Regions from separate parts of the Oryctolagus cuniculus genome. Here region 2 is linked to region 1. The links are chromatin contacts, called in public Micro-C maps. All regions are on one chromosome and are shown on one strand. Each heading gives the region's core, a stretch centred on a gene start, on an enhancer-like site or on the middle of the called end of the contact. The rest is flanking DNA. Distances are from core to core; before and after follow the strand shown.

Region 1 (4,293 bases), core at 1,039-3,538:
GGTGCCGATTCAATTCCAGGCTGCTCCACTTCCGATCCAGCTCCCTGCTAAAGCGCCTGGGAAAGCAGCAGAGGATGGCCCAAGGGCTTGAGCCCTTGCAAGCATGTGGGAGAGCTGGAAGAAGCTCCTGGCTTTGGACTGGCCCAGCCCCAGGCGTTGTGGCTATTTGGGGAAGTGAGGGGCCCAGCACATGGAAGACCTCTCTCTGTCTCCCCTCTCTATGTCCCTTATTCTCTCTCCACCTCTCTCTCTGTCCCTCCTTCTATATCTTTCTGTAACTCTGCCTTTTAAGTAAATAAATAAATCTTAAAACATGACACTTCTCACCTGAGCTGATTGGTTGGTGAGCCCTGTGCCCTCCAAGTCTAGGACCTCCAGGGTGCGGCTCGAGGCCACAGCTACAGCCAGCATCCCTGCCACGTGGTCCCCTGGGGAGACAGCACACATGCACATACTTACCCGTGTTCATACCCAGGCCTGTGTCGGCCCCTCCTGGAGAGTTTTCCCATTGCCCAAAGCCTTAGCACCCTCCCTCTGGCCAGGAGAGGGCAGCACTGCTACCGGTGCGAGAGGGGGCAAAGCAAGGCCAGCCCAGAGGTGGTGACAGATCCTCCACACAGGACAGCTTCTCTGCCGCCTCCTAGACCCCTGCCTTCCCTCCCCTCTGGTGGAGGTTCCCATGGCAACTCATGGTTCCAGGTCCTTGTAGGGCAAGGGGGCAGTGAAAACCCAAGGGGGCGCTCTTGAGCCTCACCCAGCGGGTTGTAGTCCAGATTGAGGACGCGGACCTGGGAGCTGTGGGCCACGGCAATGGCGAGGCGGCTCCAGCCCTTAGGGGTGATGCCAGGGTTGGCGCTCAGCGTTAGCTCCTTCAGGCCTGGGCAGCAGCAGAACAGGAAGCCAAGATGGGGAGGGTCAGGCCTCTCCCCCACCCCATGTCTCCGGGCGTCCCTGGTGGCGGGGAGACCGCTTACCCCAGCAGACAGAGCTCCAGAGCCAATTAGGACCCATGCCTCCCCTTCCTGTCCCCACCTGGATTCCTGTCTCCACCCTACTCAGCCCCCAGGCCTTCCCCTTCTTGACCCTGAGAGCCTCAGCTCTGGGCCCCGCCCCTCATCCCCGCTGCACTCAGCTTCTCGCCGGGGCCACACCAGCCCAGGCCCTAAGCAGAGCCCTGCTCACCAGACTTGGCCCCGTCTGGAGGGAGGAGGCCACAGATGAGGTTGATGGCTTCATCACCCAGCATGCAGTCCCCCAGGTCCAGAGCCACCAAGGCCGGGTGGAGGGCCAGTGCAGGGTTCAGCAAGGCCAGCCCGGCGTCTGTGAGGGGGCTCCCATGCAGGCTGGGGGTGAGGCGAGAGGGGAGAGTCAGTACGGTCACGAACCCCATCTGTACGGGGAGGGGGCGCCTGGGGGCAGGGAGAGCGCTCAGTCACAGCACCTGAGAGAGGCCTGGGAAGGGAGGATGAACATTCCAGATTCTCAGAAATACAGGTAGAAGGGGAATTTGGTTTCTTTTCTGGGGCAGGAACCGGCGCGATCCAGGACACTGCGCGGGGAGGGGCAGAGAAGGGGCGTGGGCGCGGTGGACTGGAAATCTTTGGTAGGCAGAAGGTCGGGGCGGGCTGCGGGCTCCACCGGGGTGTACCTGCTATACCTTCTAGGGGAATGCGAGTGATTAGGTGGGGAGGGATGACGTGCCCTGCGTCCCATCCCGTGTGGACGGTCCGGGGACAAGGCGCGTGCTTGGAGGGCTTCGGGGAGGCAAGGACAGAGGGAAAGGGGTGTGCGCAGGTGTGCGGAGGCACGGGAGGTGGCGGGGGAGTGGGTGGAAGGGGCCGGTGCTCGGGACCTCCTTGCGAGGGGGCGCACTCACAAGAGGGACTGGATGGAGCGGTTGGTCCGCAGCGCCTCTGCCAGCTGCTTGATGCGGCTGGGGCTGGACACGACGCCCAGGTTAAGGTTGAGCTGCGCCAGGGACGTGGCCCCAGCCAGCGCCCGGCAGATGCGGCCGAAGTCGCGGTCGCAGAGGCGGCAGCCGCGCAGGGAGAGCAGGCGCACGGCGTTGTCGCGCAGGCCGCGGCAGATGTCTCGCACCTCGGCGCCCGACAGAGGTTCCCCCGAAATCTGAATGGAGCTGGGCAGCATCGTGCCCAAGGCCAGGCCGGCGGAGCCCGGGCCGGGGCTGGGGCCGGCGGCGCCTCGGCGAGCCCGGGACCGGGGTCGGGGTCGCGGCCCCGGCTAGGGTCGCGGCCGGAGCTGGGCAGGAGGCCGAGGCAGAGGCTGCGGCGGCGGCTGCGGCGGGGGCGGAGGCTGTGGCGGCGGCGGAGGTGGAGAAGAGCGCCGGGGCCGCGGCCGGAGCCCAAGCCTGCCGGGGTGCGGAGGCGCCGAGATCGCAGACCAGGTTGAGGCCGAGCGGCGCCGGGGCTGCAGCGGACCGTGCTTGTCCGTGTCTGGGCTGCGGGTGGGAGCACGCGATCCCGCTTGTCCTCGTCCCTCGCCGGTGCGGCGGCCGCTCACGCGCGTCGGCTTGGCACGTGAAGGACCGGTCCTCCCTCGTAGGCAGAACCCGCTTCTTGCCTCTCTCTGGCTCGGCTCCCCCTGCCGCCCCAGGGGCCCGGCCCCACGACTCGCAGGACGGCCAGGAGCTGGCAGGCCGGCGGCGGCGGGCTGCAGCTCCAGCCTCAGCCCCTGCGCCGGAGCAGGCGGCGGGTTCCCATGGCAACGGCCGCGTCACCACGCACGCCCCGCCCCTGCGTGGCTGAGGGGGGCCCACGAGGTGCGCGCGCGCGCGCGGCGTGCGTGGTCCGGACAGGTGCCCGGGCGTGGGGACGCTGCGCCCCCGGGCGTAGGGACATGCTGCAGCTGGGGAGACTGGAGCAGGACGCGCGGCGGCGGGGCGGGCCTGAGGGGGGGGGTGGAGGCACGTCGTGTGGAGGTGGCGTGTGACAGTCGCCGGTTCTTTGCCTGTTCTCGGGTTGCCCCCCATTTCTAAGGTCCAGACCCCTGACCTTAGAATCCTTCCCACCTCCCTCGTCTCCGAGGCCCCGCCCCCTGTGACGGGAGGCGCAGCGTGCGCGGGGATTCCGCTCGCGAGGGCTTCCCCGCCTGCTGCTGGACAACATGGCAGCCTCGCAGAGGCTCCGGGGTGACCGCTGGGCTGAGGGGCCTGAGCTGCCAGGAATACGGGGCCCGCGCCCTCCACTCGCCAGGGTCCCTGGGCGATGAGGCTCAGGTGGATGCGGTCTGCCTCACCGCAGGGCATTGCCGACACCCCGGGGGCCAGGCTCAGAGACCCGAGCAGCCGTAGGTTCCTTGTGAAGTGGACTGAAGCATAGCTCAGAGATTATGTCCACTGGCCACAGCAGCAGAGGCCTCATTTGTAAAACACAGGGCAAATACAGTACACCTCGGTTAGGTTCCCTGAGTGGGAGGGAAAGAAGCTGCTGACCACACCTCCAGAGTAATGAGGGTTTTTTTTTTTTTTTTTAATTTTATTCGAAAGGTAGAATGAGAGGGAGACACAGAGACAGGAATCGTCCATCCCCTGGTTCATTTCCCAAATGCCTGCAACAGTCAGCGGGTGGGCCAGGAGTCAGGAACCCCACCCTGGTCTCCCATGGGGTGGCAGGGGCCCAAGCACTCGGGCCATCTTCCACAGCCTTCTGATTTTTTTTTTTAAGATTATTTATTTATATGAAAGGCAGAGTTAGAGAGGCAGAGGCAGAGAGAGAGAGAGAGAGAGAGAGAGGTCTGCCATCCACTGGTTCACTCCCCAAATGGCTGCAACAGCAAGAGCTGAGCCAATCTGAAGCCAGGAGCCAGGAGCTTCTTCCAGGTCTCCCATGTGGGTGCAGCGGCACAAGGACTTGGGCCATCCTCTACTGCTTTCCCAGGCCATAGCAGAGAGCTGGATTGGAACTGGAGCAGCCAGGACTCAAACTGACACCCGTATGGGATGCCAGCACTGCAGGCACTGGCTTCACCCACTACATCACAGTGCCGACCCCTTCTGATATTCTGAGGCGCGTTAGCTGCATCGGAGGCAGAGCAGACAGGATTCAAACTCCAACAGGCACTGTGATGATGGAATGCCTGTGTCACAAGCAGGGGACTGTGCCACAACACGGGCACCCAGAGGATTGAGTAATATTAAGTACTATGGAATCAAAGGCCCTGTTCCATTTTTCTTATTTTTGACAGGTAGTTAGTGAGAGAGGTCTTCCTTCCGTTGGTTCACTCCCCAAATGGCTGAAAACGGCCAGCGCTGTGCCAATCTGAAGCCAGGAGCCA
Region 2 (4,375 bases), core at 779-3,278, 100 kb before region 1:
ATTACTGCTCCTGGGAAGGTAGCAGAAGATGGCACAAGTACTTGAGCCCCTGCCATCTACATGGGAGACCTGGATAGAGTTCCAGACTTCCGGCTTCCACCTGGCCCAGCTCTGGCTCTTGTGGCCATTTGGGGAGTAAAGCAGCAGATGGAAGATCTCCCTCCCTCCCTTTCTCTCTCTCCCCCTCTCTCCATTATTCTGCTTTTCAAATAAATAAATAAATACATCTTTTAAAAAATCATTTGAAAGGCAGAGTTACAGAGAGAAAGGGAGAGACAGGAGAGAGAGAGATCTTCCATCCACTGGTTCACTTGCCAAATGGCAGCAACAGCTGGGGCTGTGACAGGCCAAAGCCAGGAGTTTCTTCTGGGTCTCCCATGTGGGTGCAGGGGTCCAAGCATTTAGGCCACCTCCCGCTGCTTTCCTGGGCCATAGCAGAGAGCTGGATCAGAAGTAGAGCAGCCAGGACTAGAACCGGCACCCATATGGGATGCCAGCACTGCAGGTAGCAGCTTTATCTGCTATGCCACGGCGCCGGCCCCAGCCTAATCTAACTGTGCCATGAGTGAAGAGGTGATGACATTGGATGGTGTTTTTGTGATGATCAAGAAAAGCAAACATCTTTAGAATATTTGAGACAGCTTCCTTCAAATTTTTACACTTATTTTCTCCATAATTCCCTATGGTTGGTTTGCACTTCCACAGACAACTGCAATTGCTCTCTCTCTCTTTTTTTTTTTTTTTTTTTTTGACAGGCAGAGTGGGCAGTGAGAGAGAGAGACAGAGAGAAAGGTCTTCCTTTTGCCATTGGTTCACCCTCCAATGGCCACCATGGCTGGCGTGCTGCGGCCGGCACACCGCGCTGATCCGAAGGCAGGAGCCAGGTACTTCTCCTGGTCTCCCATGGGGTGCAGGGCCCAAGCACTTGGGCCATCCTCCACTGCACTCCCTGGCCACAGCAGAGAGCTGGCCTGGAAGAGGGGCAACCGGAAAAGAATCTGGCGCCCCGACCGGGACTGGAACCCGGTGTGCCGGCGCCGCTAGGTGGAGGATTACCCTAGTGAGCCGCGGCGCCGGCCGCAATTGCGCTTAGTGAGGCCACAGAGCACCCCTTTCAATCCAAATACAAAGAGTATGTCTGGAGCAGGTGTGTAACACAGTGGTTAAGATGCTGCTGAGAGCACTGGGCTTCAAGTCCTGGTTCCACATGGGATTCCAGCTTCCTGCTAATGTGCACTCTGGGAAGCGACAGGGCGTGATTCAAGTAGGTGGGTCCCTCCACCCACATGGGAGTCTTGGATTGGGATCCTGGCCCCTGGCTTTGGCCTGGCCTAGACAGGTTGTTGGAGGCATCTGGGGAGTGAGCCAGTGAATGGAAGATCCCTCTCTCTCTCTCTTTTAAACAAAGACCACTTTCACTCTCCCCAGAACTCCCCTAAGTGCTTGGCATCACACCTTCCCTTCCTCAACTGCTCCTCCCAACGTCTTCAAGGCTCTTTCTCACTGCCTGGCCCACTCCTTGATCCCTTGGCTAACCATCCTCCTTCCTTGGTCGAGTGTACACGGACATTGCTTTCTCGACCAGAGGTGATGGAGACTGCTCAGCATCTGAGAGTTGCCACCTTATGAATCTCATCTGACGCAGAGCCCACGTTTCACCATTGAAGCTACGAGCACCAGGGATGTGCTTTCCCAGCCTCCGTCACAGCCAGATGCCGGCACTGGCTTAGGCTCGGCCAGCCAGATGCAGCTATCCTAGATTTGACTCTGGGGTTGCTGATGAAAACGGGCAGAATCGATGGAGGAGTGCTCCTGGTGTCAGTGATTCCAGTTTCCATGGCAACCGTGGGAACCCTGCCTTGATGGTGTCAGTGATGTGAGAATGCAGCATCTAATGGGCAGCACGGCCATCACCAAACCCTATTTGTGGAGTGTTTAGCCCATGGTGACAGCTGTTTAGGCTCTGAGCCTGCTAACCCAGATTTCCTAGTGCTTCTGCGAGCTCCTCAATAACTTATTCAGAATCTTTTTCTATCGCTTGCAGCTGAGAACTCTGATAAATATAGCATTGCAGCAAGCTGCTCCCTGTTCTCTTTCTCTACACTACCTAAAATTACAGCAGTTCTGTGTTTTCTTAACTTCTATCACATTATTAAAGAATTCATGCAACTTGAGGCTGGTGCTGTGGCACAGTGGGTTAATCTTTTGCCTGTATGCCAGCATCCCATATAGGCACTGGCCTGAGTCCCAGCTGCTCCACTTCTGATCCAGCTCTCTGCTAAGGCCTGGGAAAGCAGCAGAAGATGGCCCAAGTCCTTGGGTCCCTGTGCCTATGTGGGAGACCTGGAAGAAGCTCCTGGCTTCAGATCAGCCTAGCTCCAGCCTTTGTGGCTATCTGGGGAGTGAACCAGTGGATGGAAGACCTCTCTCTCTCTCTCTCTCTCTCTCTCTCTCTCTCTAACTCTGCCTCTCAAATAAATAAATAAATAAATCTTTAAAAATATTAAAAAAGGAAGTAGAACTGAATTCAAATCCTTGCTGAGCCACTTGCCAGCTTTGGCATTCTGAGCAAGTTACTTAACTTCATTGAGCCTCCTCTCACCTGTAGGAATGGAGATGATAAAACCTACATTGTTAGATTGTTATTAACGTTAAATAAGACATCAATGGTCATCTCAAAATATGCAGAAAAGGCATTCAGTTAAATTCAACATCTCTTCATGATAGAAACCCTCAAAAATTAGGTACAGAAGGAATGTACTTCAAGACAATAAAGGCTGTATGTGACAAACCACAGCCTACATCACACTGAATGGGCAAAATCTGAAATTACTCAAAGATCGGGAACAGGACAATGATGTTCACTTTTACCACGGTTGTTCAATGCAATGTTGGAAATCTTAGCCAAAGATGCAGCAGTCCCGAGGTCCTGCATAGCCTTGACCTCAGAGTCTGGCCACATCACTGTGTAAGAGAGCAGGGTCCCGGCCTCCACAGGTGCTGGTCCCTGGCAGATGGCCCTTTCCCCCTCTTATCCTGAAAGAATCTCTTCCCAGCTGTAGAAACTCTCATTCTCCCCCCCCCACCCCACCCCCGGCTCCCCACATACTCTTCCATTCAAGGTGATGTTTACACACATGGATTCTCCCAATTCCCAAGCCAACCTGGTCTCAGCAAGCCACATCGTTATCTGGAGGCAGAGAGCAGTAGCAGGGTCGTAGGCGCCCAGACATCTCTGCCACTGGGAATTCTGCTCCGGGAAAGCCTGTCTCTGCATAGCTCAGTGACTTGAGCGGCTCAATGTTTGTTGTCCATGGCAACCACGTTTCCCGACTCTGTTGAGTAAATATTCGCTTACTGGCCACAAGGAGGCGCTAACAGGATGGGGAATAACCTTCAAAGGAAGACCAGAACGTCTGAGCAGCCGAGAAGCTCTGTTCGATACTACATAAAAAATATGCCGTGCAGTTGCACCGGGTCCTCACTCAGTCTTTTATCAGATGCCCATGTGATCATATACTGGTCATTTAACCTTGCTGAGAATGATCGCTTCATCGGCAAAATGGGTACAATAATAAGAAATGAGCCGGCACCTATCCCAGGATGCTTGCTAATATCTCACATCCATGATCTCATTTAATCCTCCCACCAACTCCATGAAAGAGATTATGTTATAAGCCACATTTACAGAGGAGCAAACAATTTGTCTAGATCATACAGGTAAGGAACGGGCCGGGACAAGATTCAAATGCTTGTCTCCAAAGCCTGGTTGGCTAGCCACCGTGTGCTAGACCCATTTTACAGGCTGGTTCTAAAGATTCGAGATATTGTGTGAAAAAGCCAGGATAGTGCAAGTAGTTAATGGGCGGCCAGTCAAGTCCACATGGTGTTGTTACTCATGAGTGATGCCTGTAGCTGCTGCTGTGGGCTCACTCAGTTCCCCACTCCAGAGCTGCTGGGAGCAGAAAAGCCTTTTGTGGGTTGACCCAGTTTTCCCTATTAATGAGCTCATTCATTCATTCATTCAACAAATAACTTATTGAGTATTTACCATGAGTTAGGCACTGTTCTAAGTGCTAGGGAGATGGAAATGAGCAAAAGTAATAAAATCTTTGATTTTATAGGATGCATAGCCTAGTGGAGGCAGGACAGATAATAAACAAAAAGCACATAGATAATATCTCAAGTAGCAATCTGCATTTGGAATTAAATTAGGCAAGGGAATAGAGAGTGATAGATGTAGGTATTTTTCCATTTGTATAGGATGGTGAGGGAAGACCTCTCTGATAAAATGAAGTGCAGACAGTGAACCAGAGACATGTGTGACTGGCAGAGAGGGAGAAACGTGCTGGCATGGGTGAAAGGCAGTGGGAAG

What was found. A called contact is a pair of places that touch in the nucleus more often than the background predicts.
Region 2: a Micro-C map of ear pinna shows a contact between it and region 1, with 6 times the contacts expected there. The contact joins the enhancer-like site here to the promoter of LRRC73 in region 1. A contact is called at or near these places in 3 of 6 Hi-C or Micro-C datasets (ear pinna, embryonic fibroblasts and an unstated tissue).

The regions. Positions count from the first base shown.
Region 1 is chr5:126,557,118-126,561,410 of mOryCun1.1, reverse strand. LRRC73 (leucine rich repeat containing 73) reads right to left here and starts at 2,288. Exons shown (of 6, transcript XM_002714432.5): 1 at 1,877-2,288; 2 at 1,183-1,343; 3 at 755-877; 4 at 328-428. The coding sequence starts at 2,148.
Region 2 is chr5:126,656,469-126,660,843 of mOryCun1.1, reverse strand. No RefSeq gene overlaps it. Among named protein-coding and RNA genes, the nearest start is that of ABCC10, 21 kb to the right of the region's middle. Within about 2 kb of position 2,028, at least 2 of the 8 cell types and tissues checked have an H3K27ac peak or open chromatin away from gene starts, as enhancers often do.